Regions from separate parts of the Mus musculus genome. Here region 2 is linked to region 1. A link is a contact called in public promoter capture Hi-C data. All regions are on one chromosome and are shown on one strand. The core of a region is the stretch at or near the end of the contact, and the rest is flanking DNA. Distances in the headings are between cores, read along the strand shown. Region 1 overlaps Rnf4 (ring finger protein 4). Region 2 overlaps Fam193a (family with sequence homology 193, member A).

Region 1 (3,169 bases), core at 497-2,996:
GTTGCTTTACAGGGTTTAATCAAGTATTTTGAGTTTACTTAAAAACTGATGCAAAGCACTGTGATTTTAGGCCCTCAGGTACCGTCAGTTGTCCTATCTGTATGGATGGATACTCTGAGGTAAGTAACCTAGTTGTTTCTCCTGTTGGTTTTGCCCTACTTTACTCAAAAGTACTTGGAGAAAGTGTGTGTCAAAGTGGATTGTGCCAGTTGGTGGTGGGCCCTGTACATTTTATCTTTAACCCTTGTGCAAATCGATGTTTTCCAACCCAGCCCTATCTAGAAGCTGCTGATTTTTTTCTGAGGTTCCCCATAGCCACTTTGTACTGCTGCACCTGGGGAAGTCCTGTCTGTCACCTGTCACACAGACAGCGTTCAAAACTCTTGAGTGTACTGCTTTTTCTGATACAACCCAGGCCCTTCTTTGTTTCACTTGTCTCTTTGGTGATGGGTGGGTTCGGGTCTTTGTAGAAAAAGGGATACTTTAAGGCTGTTCTTTTAATGTCTTCTAGATTGTGCAGAATGGGCGTCTCATTGTTTCTACAGAATGTGGCCACGTCTTCTGTAGCCAGTGCCTCCGTGATTCCCTTAAGAATGCTAACACTTGCCCAACTTGTAGGAAAAAGATCAACCATAAGCGGTACCACCCCATTTATATATGAAATGTTCACAACTGCTCAGGATAGACCAATGGACAGACAGCCAGGCTGGCCTTTTCTGCATGGTATCTGCCTCCAGTTTCCTGAGCTCAAAAAGACTTTCAAAAATCAATGTCTGATGTAAACTGGTCTTTTGTTTTCCAACCCCTTAGATCCTTTTGTTATCTCGTTTGATGCTATGGAGCACGGTCCAGGGATCCTCCTAGATCAGCTCAGCATCACTGCCCCTTTGGGTGGTCTGAGCCCAGAGTAGGGAAAAAAGGAGTCGGGCATATTGGGGTTGAGCATCATGGCTCCAGCCTCTTTATGGAGCTTACATGTTGGCCAAGTAGTTTCCCTGTTGGGAAAGTTTGCCCCAGCTCTTGTGTGTGCAGAACCTTCCCAAGGCACCTGTCAGTTAGCTGTTCTGCCTGCCAGACAGTGACCTGGCCAGACAGCCCAAATAGCCCAAGGATACCAGTGCATGAGCTGCCCACGAAAAGCCACGAAAAGGTGGACTTTTAGTTTCCTTCCCACGAGAGCAGAGGTGACCTATGATTCCGCCTGAAACTCATCATTGGTGTGCAGTGTTTTCTGCAAATCCAGTGACTCTGCAGGACGATCCTGTTCCCTAAGAATGAGAAAGTGCAATAAAACCCGTTCTTCACCTGCTCTTCAGCAATCTGGAAGCTGTAGCACTGCTGGTATCCTCAGCCCAGTGTCGCCTATGGGAGCAGTGCTCATCCCACCCCATGTCTGTTCACCAGCTGTTCTCAGGAACCCTACCCATGCTCCAAAGTTCTTTTACTGGCACAGAACATTGAAGGCTAATAGGACAAGTGTTTGAGTGTCCTCTCTTTAATGCTAAGATGGGTCCTGTGTTGTCTACAGTGCCCTCCAACCCTCAGTTTTTCAGTTCCCACTGCCTAATGTCTGCTCAAGCATAGTATAATAGGAGGTGGTAGCAGTAGCAATGGCCTTATCAGCTGTTCACTTACATGCTTTTGCCCAAGTCACCGTTGCCCATTTGTCAGAGGTGTTGCCCTACTCAACCTCCACTGCCCTAGCTTTTCCCACACCCCTTGAATAGATAGGTATTTCCAAAGCTGCTTGCTCTTCTAGCCAGTTGAGCTTTGATCCTCTGGACTTTTGACTGCTCAGTGGGTTTTGGTCAGCAAAGCATGGTGCCTCTTCCAGTGGGACCACATAACAATGTCTGCTCCACCGTATATGTGTGGGAGACTCTGGTGCTCACGGAGACAGGTGGAAAATTGCCCCTGGGGACACCAGGCACAGGGCGGCTTGTAGAGGATAGGCCTTGAATGCCAGCCTGCCTCCACCTCCACACTACTTCCTCAGAGGGCTTCAAGCCAAACCAATAGCCTTTTTGTGTGAAACATCTTTGAGGTGGGAAAGGGACCACTGGAGCTTTGCTAGCAATAACTGACTTTCAGTGTAATGTTCTGAAGGAGCAGGGACTCAGCACAGAATTCACTTTAAATGGAGCTGAAGGAGTGGCCCTCCTCTATGTGAAAAGAAAATAGTTTTATTCTTCATTCTGACTTTCTAGCTGTTTGACTTCAGTTAGTTTGAATGAGAGTAATAGGTTTTTTTTTTCTACATGGACTCAGAGGGTAAGAGCATTAGCTCTCATCATTGTGATGTGTGTGCTCTCCTCTCCCCCTTGGATGTCACAGCCATTGATTTCTTTGTGGGCCTCATGGACTTGGTCTTGTTAGTCTAATGAAAGCCAGACTTCAAAGAGACAAGGCAACCATGCAGCCAGTTCACCAGTAAATGTGGTAACACCCACTTAAAAATTTGTTTTCTCCTCAAGGACGGTGTATGAAGTTGATCATAAAAGTTCTATTACTTTATCCTAAATTAAATTGAGAAAAAGATGTGTTCTTCTAATCAGACACTGCATTAATAGGGAAAGATTGGTATAGAAAAGATTTTCTTTCCTTTTTACTTAATGTATATAGTTTAACTCTTTTCTTTGTTACATTTAAACTATGCTCATGGGTATCAGTCTGTTTTGGACTAGTATTAAAGATGGAAATAAAACAATTTGAACTAAGTATCTTTCATTTATTCAGTTATTCTTTGGAACCTTTTAGCTAAGGTGTGTGCTGTTCATTCAGTGTGACTTGTACTGTGTGTGGGTTGGAGAATTTCAGCTCATCCAAATGGTAGCATAGAACCACATCTCAGGCCTGGCAATGTCCAGTAACAAGAAAAACTAGAATAGTTTACTCTGAGAAGTGTTGCTGGCTGGAAATGAAAGTTCCAGAGATATTAGGAACAAGCTTGACCAAGATTGCAGTTGTTTCATGTGTATGAGTATTTTGCCAGCGTGTGTGTATGTGTACTGTGTGCATGCCTGGTGCTCGTGGAGGTCTGAAGAGGGTGTCCGATCCCTTAAGACTTGAGTTACAGATGGTTGTGGGCTGCCATGTAAGGGCTGGGAATCGAACCTAAGTCCTTTGTAAAGAGCAACAAGTGTTCTTAATCACCTGTGCTTACTTACCT
Region 2 (3,169 bases), core at 226-2,725, 65 kb after region 1:
ATGTAGTTCTAGTTCTGGCTATCTTGGAACTCATTATATAGAACAGGCTGGCCCCTTAACTCTGAGATCCCCCTTTCTCTGTCTCTTGAGTGCTGAATTAAAGGCATATGCCATCACTCTCAGACTGTAAGCAAACTTGAACATGTTTGACTTCCTACACTCAGCTGCTGGACTCTTCCATACTGCCCTACCTACCTTGAGCAAAAGGATTGTCAGCCAGATAGCTGGACTAGCCTTACACCAGCACTAGCTGTTTTAAACACTCCAAAAATGTCTTGAGAAAAATGAATGCATTGTAGCTGACTGGTTGTCTGTACGGTCTGAAAGCACAGCCTCAGCCAGTGCTGTTTGAAAAAATTAGGCCAAACAGATCAAACAGACGAGGCATCGTCAGGTTCCAAACCACCATATTTTGGTTTCAGAGCCTGTGCCTTTAACCACTGTGTGCTCTGTTTTTATGTTGTTTGTAATGATTGGATACCTTTACTAAAATATTTGAAGTATCTATACCAGAGAGTGGACATACATTGGCTTTTTGGCATTGTATATATAGGAAAGAAACAATAAAGGGTAAGTTAGTGGGAAAAAAAACCTGAAGTACAGTAGTGAACACTGTTGGAGTAAGCTTAAAAATACTTTTGAATTTTATACCTCATACTGTGGTAAAAGTATAAAAATGGTAAAATAAAAGGGACAGAGACTAAAGAGGTAGGCACAAATTAAGGTTATGATTACTATGAGGGTTTTCCTTAGACTTTTTTGTGTGTATACACACATCCACGCATGTGGAGGTCATAGATTGACATTGTTGGTCTTTTCTAGTTGCTTTCCACCTTATTTTTTGAGAACTTTTTTTTAATGTATGCTCTATGGCAGTGTTGTTCTGAATATTTCACATAATAATTTACTCAAAACCTCAGGGCCTCTCATAGAATCTGAAGCTCACTCATTTGGCTAGATTGATTGATTGATTGATTGATTGATCAGTGCACCCCAGCGCACGCTGTCTCTGCATCTCCAGCAGTAGGATTACCAGCATGTATCACTGCTCTTGGCTTTTTATGTTGTGGGAGCATTGGACGTGTGCGATAGAACTCAGGATCTGAGGCTTATATAGCAAGCACTTTACTGATTAAGCCATTTTCCCTTTTGTCAGAACTCATAATCTTTAATGTGAACCCTAAAGTTCTGTCTGTCTGTCTGTCTGTCTATCTATCTATTAATCAATCAGTCACTTTGAGAATGCTATATGTGGTTTAGAATAGAGGGAGGGACACATAAATCTCTTTTGTCTTTTCATTTATTGTGTAAATTAAATATTTAAATTTACCCTGAAGTTACATGTGGAAGTTACCTGATTCTGAAAGGGAAAGAACTTTCTCAACTGGTAGAAAATGATAATCTTGACCTTTACTCATGAGGCATTAGGTCAGCTGATGGCTTGGTTTTGGTCTTTTCTTGCCAAGGTGCAGTTTTGCTGTTTCAGAATTTGTTTTGCTCTTGACATAGCAGTTTCAGAGTGTTAGTTCATGATGAGCATGGCGGCAGGCAGGAAAGCAGGGTGCTGGAACAGTAGCTAAGAGCTTACATTCTTACCTTCAAGATTGACTGAGAGACACTAATAGTGGGGTTTTTTGGGTTTTTTTTGTTTTGTTTTTTAGCATCACTTAAACCTGACATTGTCCCAAGAAAAAGTAGGTTCTGCTTATCTCACTTGTTCCTTTTGGTCTTTGTTGTTCTCCTTTTGTTGGCAGTTTGAATGTCTAAATGGCATGAGAATGCATTTGAAGGCTTATCTAGCCCAAACCTCCAAACTCTTCCACATTCCTTCCACAAACTAGCTCTGAACCTATAAATCAGAGTCAGATTTATCATATAAATGATCCTGCTTCAACGCTCTAATAAAGTACCTGATGGAAACAGCTTGAGGTCAGAGGTTTATTTGGGTCTACAGCTTGAAGGTACAATCTGTCGTTGTGGGTAAAATAGGGTGGCAGAAGCAGTAATCTATGCTGATGGAAGCTTACCATCCATCTTTGTAGAGGCCAGGAAGCTGGTCATTGCAAATTTCACATTGCCTAGTGAAGAGAAAATAATCGTCCTATTTTGAAAAATGGTGTCCAATTTGGGCAGAACATAACCAGGCAGAAGGCACACTAAGGTTAGCGGATGAGCACTATAGACAGAAGAACAAGTACAGTGAGTGACACAGAAGCAGAACTTTGTCCCAGACAAGTTGGAAGGCTTTGATAAGAAGCAAGGAATGTATTCCAAAGTGATACAGAAATGAACAGAAGATTTTAGGCAGGGGAGCCCATGAACTCTCTCTGGTTGCTATTTGAGAGTGGATAAGGGCAAGTGGAAGCCAGTAGAGAGCCTAGCAGTCCCCAGGTGAGAGGTGACAGGTTACACTGAGTGGCAGGTTGGGAATGTGCTAGTTTGAGGTGAGCATGGATGTGGGCATGAGCTGGGAGAGAATAGTCAGTCTTGTACATTAGTTGACTGATCTGCTGCTGTTGAGAAAATCTGGTGATTATCACCAGAAAAAGCTTTGCCCGCTTATCTCTGGGCAAGAGTGATGGCAATCATCTGTAGAAGAGAGGATAGGAATAACAGTAGTAGAGGCTATGTCTCATGTCCTTATACTTCTCTATTCCAGAGTGGAGGAGGAGGCTCAGGAAGGAGGCATTTAGGGTCTAGGTTGTTGTCAAGCTGACTGGCTTTTTTTGGCTAAAAGGTACTTGCTCTAGGTTACATGTAGCTGAGTCACAATAGCAGGAATACTTGTAGGCTTGATGTCTGACCAACACTAGGTACTTATTTCCTCTGGTCTAGGATGCTAAATGGATCTTCTCATTGTTCAGCACCTATTTGTGTGGGTTCTTTGCTGATGACAGCTCCTTCTCCCATGTGGGAGTGACAGTACAGTTCCCTACGGTATCTCTTGGGTAGGAAGTTCTTGGGTTCTTGAGTTCTTCCACTTCAGGAGTCTGATACTAGTGTCGATGTGCCAAAGCTTTGAAGTGCATTAGCCTTGAGGTATCTGTTTCTTGAACAGTAGTAGCCTTAGGGTGGTGTAAAGGGGTGTATGTATTCTATAGGGAACAGGAGCTATAGGAAACATTTCTCATATCTGACCCTTTCCCGTAAAGAAGCCTGCCCCATGCCT

Evidence for each region. Promoter capture Hi-C pulls out the DNA fragments that hold promoters and counts their contacts.
Region 2: a promoter capture Hi-C map of liver shows a contact between it and region 1, with 2.5 times the contacts expected there. The contact joins two enhancer-like sites. A contact is called at or near these places in 5 of 39 promoter capture datasets (cranial neural crest, embryonic stem cells, liver and 1 more), 2 of 484 Hi-C or Micro-C datasets (liver and nephron progenitors), 2 of 115 datasets of contacts at active chromatin or transcription factors (bone marrow-derived macrophages and embryonic stem cells) and 3 of 9 other capture datasets (adipose tissue, liver and pancreatic islet).

What each region holds. Positions count from the first base shown.
Region 1 is chr5:34,350,720-34,353,888 of GRCm38.p6, forward strand. Rnf4 (ring finger protein 4) reads left to right here. Exons shown (of 8, transcript NM_011278.5): 7 at 71-119; 8 at 512-2,726. The coding sequence ends at 661. Among named protein-coding and RNA genes, the nearest start is that of Rnf4, 16 kb to the left of the region's middle. Within about 2 kb of position 1,747, at least 2 of the 459 cell types and tissues checked have an H3K27ac peak or open chromatin away from gene starts, as enhancers often do. A contact at or near this core is called in liver, where this site is marked.
Region 2 is chr5:34,416,001-34,419,169 of GRCm38.p6, forward strand. The region is part of intron 2 of Fam193a (family with sequence homology 193, member A); the gene reads left to right. Among named protein-coding and RNA genes, the nearest start is that of Fam193a, 48 kb to the left of the region's middle. Within about 2 kb of position 1,476, at least 4 of the 459 cell types and tissues checked have an H3K27ac peak or open chromatin away from gene starts, as enhancers often do. A contact at or near this core is called in liver, where this site is marked.